2 separate regions of the Mus musculus genome follow, and region 1 is linked to region 2. A link is a contact called in public HiChIP or PLAC-seq data. All regions are on one chromosome and are shown on one strand. The core of a region is the stretch at or near the end of the contact, and the rest is flanking DNA. Distances in the headings are between cores, read along the strand shown. Region 1 holds the start of Sema4b (sema domain, immunoglobulin domain (Ig), transmembrane domain (TM) and short cytoplasmic domain, (semaphorin) 4B). Region 2 holds the start of Ticrr (TOPBP1-interacting checkpoint and replication regulator).

Region 1 (2,980 bases), core at 373-2,872, 540 kb before region 2:
ACACCCACACACAAGCTAAGTAAGTGTTTTAAAGTGGCAGAGCATCAGTCCTGGGTTCCGATTTCAGTCATTTCTCACTTCAAGAACAGAACTCCCAAGGAGCAGCAGTGAACTCTAGAACCATCCCCACCCACAGCGAACCACCCAGTTCCATGCAGGAGTGGTCCGAGTTTAACATAACAAGAATGACAGCAAACACCCGCTGAGAGGTTTCTGTACCAAGCCCTATCCTAAGGACTTTGCAACTGGTAATGAGCTGCGCCTTGAGCAAGGCGCTAATATCCCATTTTACAGATGAAGAAATCAAGGCACAGAGAAGTTGTTTACTTAAGGTCATGTGGGAACTAAGTGGCTGAGACAGGATTTGAACTTGAGCTACCAACAATGTTTTGGATAAGGGACTGAGATCCTGTTAGGGGCCTTAACTGAAGAGCTGATTCTATCCTTTTGCAAATGGGATGCTTTTAGGGGTGGGGATGCAAATATGGAGTAGGAAGTCTGGTAGAGTTTTAGTCTGTAACCTCTAATTTATGCACTAACTCACAGTGACAGTTTGCAATTTAGAGGGGTTTGGCCAAACATTGTCTGTTGGCACCTATGTGCCTGATGCCCTCCGAATGCACCAAGTTTTATGAATTTCCCAAGATGACTTTGCAAGGTATCTAAGCCTGAGGCGACTTTGCAGGGGAGGAAGCTGGAGTGCGGGCAGTAGGAAGTACTTACTGGGCTAAGTCCCTAGAATTCCAAACGTTGAGGTTCCCTGGAAAAGGTTCAGGGGCGATCAGACTAAGGGAAGTAAAGAATGAGTGGAGGATTGGAAACACAGGCAGCCAGGGGCAGCTGTAAACCACCAAAAAAGGAATGTGGCCCACCAGGGTGATACCCTCAGGCCCCTCTAGACAGGGTACAGATGGGTCTTCGCAATGTCAGTTTCCAAGTCCCTGTGTTTGGAGTAGGGGGTGAATTCTCCAGGTCGATCAGTCAGAGATGGGCCGGCAGGGAGGAAAGACCTGGCACCCACCCGCCAAACTCCAGGCTCTGCTGTGGCTGACTGAGAATATCATAAGCCCAGAGTTTATAGCACGGCCAGCAGCAGTGCCCTCAGCCCCGTGCCGTTGGTGGCTCCAAGGCTGACTCTGGTCAGCATCAAAGACAAGTAAATGAGTAGGCAGGATGGCTGGCACCTGAGGCCCCTAGTGCCGAGTGTGCTCCCTCCGAGCAAGAGCAGCTGCAACCGAGCAAGAAAGCGGCCCTCTCCAAGTCCAGATAGAAAATGGAAGAAAAGGGCTCTCAGCTCCCTAGCTTTCCCTCCTCTTTCGCTTTGACCACAACTGCTTTCCTGGTCCTAGTGGACCTCAACCTCTCCTTTGTCGTGGCCACCCCACCAAGCATCTCGTTGCCCGCGCTCCCCTCCTTCTGCCGCGCCCCATAGCACTTACCCAGCGGCACACTGATCCGGGGGCCGAGCGCCCGCGTAGTCGTCGTCCGCAGCAGCAGCAGTAGCAGCAGCAGCAGCAGCGCGCGCCGCAGGACAGCGGAGCGGCTCGCCCGGCCCATCGCGGCGCGTGGAGCTCGGACCGCAGCAGGCAGCGGCGTCCTCCTCCGGCTCAGGTTGCTCAAGTGGAATCGCAGGCTGGAGCCCCGCCCCGCGGTTCGGCCCGGAGTCCTTCCCTCGGCCTCCGCCTCTGGACCTGGGGGTGGGCGGCAGGGAAGGTGGTCACGTGGGCCGCCGCACCGTAGGCTCCCTCTGCCCAGTGCTGCGGGTGAAAGCCCCGCGCTCTCGCCGCAGGGAGGAGGGCGCGGAGCAGGAAGTCGACGGGTAGGCGGGCCTCCTAGCTGGTCCTTGCCCAGCTCTTTCCCCTTCCTCCTTCCTGGGCGCTGAAGTACGAGGGGCGCTGGATCGAGTCACCCGACTTGGGGCACTGGGGGGGAGGGGGAGCGGAGCAGAGCCTGGGGACCTGAAGCCCGGAGACCGAGGAGCTCGCAAAGCCGCACGGACCCGCCCTCCTTCCGGCTCCCGGGAACCCTGCCCCACATGCCCCCTACCTACCCCCACCCCCGCTCTGGGAGCTGTGCAGACTCTGAGACGGAGACTGGTAGCTTTCCAGTCTTACTTCCGCGAGAGGTCTATGCATGGTCTAGAATCTAGATACTCTGCTCGGTTGTCCATGCTTAGAATTCTGTCCACGCGAAGCCCGGGGCCGGCGCAGAATCAGTTCAAGTGGGATAATTAGGATTTCACGGACTGCACTGCCAAAGAGGCTAGACCTTCCCCCCCACAACCAGCACGTGGCTGAGCATAGGAAAGGATTCCCTAAGGCTGGAATGAGACGCCAGAGGTATCCACCCGCAGGTACCCCAATCTGAAGTCAATTTGGTGGAGCCACAGCAAAGGAATAGAGGGAAATAAAGAGGGGGAGATCAACAAAGACATCAAGGTTTTGGAAACCCGTTTCAGCTTTTCCTAGGTGAATGGATAAAATTAAAAACTTAAAAATATGTGTTCATTGTTCTTGTGGCAATGAAACCACTTCCCCCAGACTTTTCTGCAGTTGTCGAAGCTACACTGCACTCGCTGCTGCCCATGTGTGCCCATGTGGGCAGTTCCAGAGCCACATCTTTCTACTCTCCTCCCCACCCCCACAGGCAGGTGGCAGTCAGAGCAGACAAGCTCTTGGATGGTCTCAGGTCTTCTTTCTTACATCCAGACTTCCCCATGCTCCACAACTCCTGTACTGTCACCACCCTGACATCCTTCTACAGTCTCGTGTCTTTTCTCATATGCCACATGTCCAATTGCACTGGTTAACCCATCATCTGAAATGTACTGTTTCTGCTCTAACTGCTGCTTCCTTTCCTCCTGTTAATCTCTTCTCAAACACAGTAGACAGAGTCTACTCCACAAGCTGTGACCTCTGACCTGTGTGTTTGTGTGTGTAACATAAAATATATATGCAGGCAAAACACCAATGCACATGAA
Region 2 (2,921 bases), core at 52-2,551:
TTGTTTTGGAGATGGGGCCTCTCTGCATAGACCTGGATGGAGGCTAGAACTAGAGAGAGACCTGCCTCTCTGCCTCCTGAGGGCTGGGGCGTCATCAGGCCGGGCCAACAACAAAGGTTAAGAGAGGTTTCTACTGCCTCAGAGGGAGAGGATTAGAGGTCCAGGAAGACACAGCAGCACTAGACAAAACAAGCGGCCAAGTCCTGTAGCCTGGCTGAACCAGGCTTCCACCATGCTGGAATACAAGTGCTGTGTAGCAAAACTAAGGACGCAAAAGCACCCAGGTACCAAAGCGCAGAGGCTCTTCCACACTCGGATTTAATAGGTACCCAGAATCTACCCATTTTGTTGGAGGAACGCTGTCCTTTGCGACCCGCAAGGGTTTCCCTCGGAAGGCACACGGGGTTCATTCTGGGTCTGTGGCACTTTACGGAGCCTGACAAGTTCAGCTGTCGGGGAGTTGCGGACCGGATCCAGACTGCTTCTCACCTTACCTTAGATCGCTCGGTGGTGTCCACCCAGTACAAGGTGATATTTCGGGCGATCATAACCTCTTGGACTCTCTTGGGCAACACCTTCTCCATCACCTGCTTGGGGGTGAGCGGCACGCGTTGAGCCTGTGCCTCGCACCCGGACACGAACTGAAGCAGCTCCCTCTGCGAGTGAGGACAGGGCGCCAGGAGGAAGACGGCGTTCCCAAAGCCCCCGAGCGCGGCCTGGGCCTCCCTGGCCTCGCCGTCGGCGTCCAGCAGCCTCCTGCCGCTACTCCGCAGGATCGGCTTGGTGGGCGACGTGATCTCCGGCCGGTCCCACTGGTAGTCGAGCAGCGTCTCCATCAGGGCACCGTGCGTGTGGGTGGCTCTGGGCGTCGGGCCCGGCAGGTGAGCTCCGGGAGGGCGATCCCCCAGCCTGGCCTCCAGCTCCTCCTCGAAGTCCTCCCAGGAGCGGCTCCCCAGCTCGCGGAAGTCGGACACGCGGGAGGGCCGGCTCCGTGCCCCCTGAGAGTCGAAGAACTTGAAGGTCCAGTGGACCCTGGCAAGGCCGAAGCGGCAGCTCAGGTAAGTGAGGAGCCGGAGGGCGGCGCGTCGGGCCGGGCTATGAGGAGCAGAGACGCCCGCTGTGTCCACCAGCAGCATCACTTTGTGACAGCAGGCCATCTCGGCCGCCACGGGACTCCCTCTGCCCGGCCGCGCGTGGCCCTTCCTGAGGTAAAGCACTCTCTTCAGAGAACCAGCGCCATTGCCCGCTTCTCTGAGGCCCTGCTCCGAAGGCTCCCGCGCTCTCCGACAGCTGCAGCTATTGGAGGAGCTGGTACCCAAACTCGGCTCCTATTGGCTGCAGGCTGAACGTAAGTTACGTAAGCACTTCCCTCTTTAACCCTAACTGGAAGGCGTGTGGAAGACCTCCGCTTGATTGGTGGAGGGTGTGGCGGTGGGCGGGGCGCTGAGTTCCGGGAGAAATGTAGTTCTCATTGGCCTGAGCCTTCGTTTTAAAATTTAAAGAGGCGGTACTTCGGGGGCGTGGCGGTGGGCGCGGAAGCCTTCGTTTGGGCTACTGTGCGCAGATGTGAGTGTGAGTGTGAGTGTGAGTGTGTGAGTGTGAGTGTGTGAGTGTGAGTGTGAGTGAGTGTGTGTGTGTGTGTGTGTGTGTGTGTGTGTGTGTGTGTGTGTGTCTGTACACGCGCGCGCGTACGTGAGTGTGTGTGTCGCCTGCGGAAGGCGGGGCGTGTTTACTAGAACCCTGAAGCCTGGGATGTGCACAGTGAGGGGTTTAGGATGCTTGAGTCAAGTTCACTTTAGACTACTCTTAAGTCTTTTAGCCTATGACGGAGGGCTTAATTTTTTTTTTCTGTAAAAGACGAAAGGAACATTTCATAATCCTCAAACTCGAGGGACGGAGGTAGGAGGATCGCAGGTTCCAAGCCAGCAGGGGCTACTTAGCAAGGCTGGAGCATAGTGGAAGGACCTCGGATACTCTATTGTAAAGGTCTGGAAGGCAGGGAAGTGTTTTCGGGAAGAAAGAGAAGTGACAGAAGAGCAATACGGGTCCTAGGTAGGAAAATGTAATATAAAGATACCTAATCAGACGTCTGCAGAGCACCTGGGGAGGCTGTTTTACAAACTAAGGAGTGAACACACCAGAGAGTACGCAAGCCAGTCCAATGGGTGCAGAAAAAAACACTAGAACGTCCGATTTCCAGCACCCGCCTTCTTACAGCTCATCCATTCAGTAGATTAGTGTTTTCTGAAGTCTTGGTTTTGTTTTACTTGTTTTTGTTGTGTGTTTGTTTTTGTGACTTTCTTTTATATTCCAAATTGGCCTCAAACTGTACCTTGTACTTCTCTGATCATCCTGCCTCCACCTTCCTAGTTCTGGGACTGTAGACATGCCCCTGCACCAAACGCAGTTTATGGGGTATTGGGGATCAAACCCAAGACTTCCTGAATGCTGGACAGTCAAGCACTGAACCAACATCTCCAACACTCATTCGTGTCTTCCTCCTCCCCCCTCCCGCTTTCTTTTTAACTTTATTGTATATGGGGGCAGGGAGGTGTTGCTAGGGATGGAACTCCCAGCCTGGCATGTTGTTAGCAAGTATGCTCCCTCTTGGTCTCATCTCTGGCCAGTGGATTTTTTTTTGTGTGTGTGTGTGTGTATGGGCGTTTTGCACATGTGCATGCCTGTGCTCAGAGATCAGAATAGGGTGTTGGATCCCCTGGAACTGGAGTTGCAGCTGATTGTGAGTCAGCCTTGCATGATGGGAATCGAACCCAGATCTTCTGGAGGTGCAGCAAATGCTTTAATCCACTGAGCCATCTCTTCAGCCCCTCATATGTGTTTCCTATTGGTACCACAGTAAGAGGATTTGGGATTATCTGATTGAGTTTTAACTTAAATGACTTAAAAAAAAAAGGACATGT

The links. HiChIP or PLAC-seq counts read pairs in DNA pulled down with a chosen protein or histone mark.
Region 1: an H3K4me3 HiChIP or PLAC-seq map of the SCID.adh cell line shows a contact between it and region 2, with 9 read pairs. The contact joins the promoter of Sema4b here to the promoter of Ticrr in region 2. A contact is called at or near these places in 2 of 39 promoter capture datasets (neural stem cells and stem cell-derived epiblast-like cells) and 2 of 115 datasets of contacts at active chromatin or transcription factors (the SCID.adh cell line and embryonic stem cells).

Annotation. Positions count from the first base shown.
Region 1 is chr7:80,197,230-80,200,209 of GRCm38.p6, reverse strand. Sema4b (sema domain, immunoglobulin domain (Ig), transmembrane domain (TM) and short cytoplasmic domain, (semaphorin) 4B) reads right to left here and starts at 1,622. Exons shown (of 14, transcript NM_001360135.2): 1 at 1,440-1,622. The coding sequence starts at 1,557.
Region 2 is chr7:79,658,576-79,661,496 of GRCm38.p6, reverse strand. Ticrr (TOPBP1-interacting checkpoint and replication regulator) reads right to left here and starts at 1,301. Exons shown (of 22, transcript NM_029835.1): 1 at 495-1,301. The coding sequence starts at 1,157.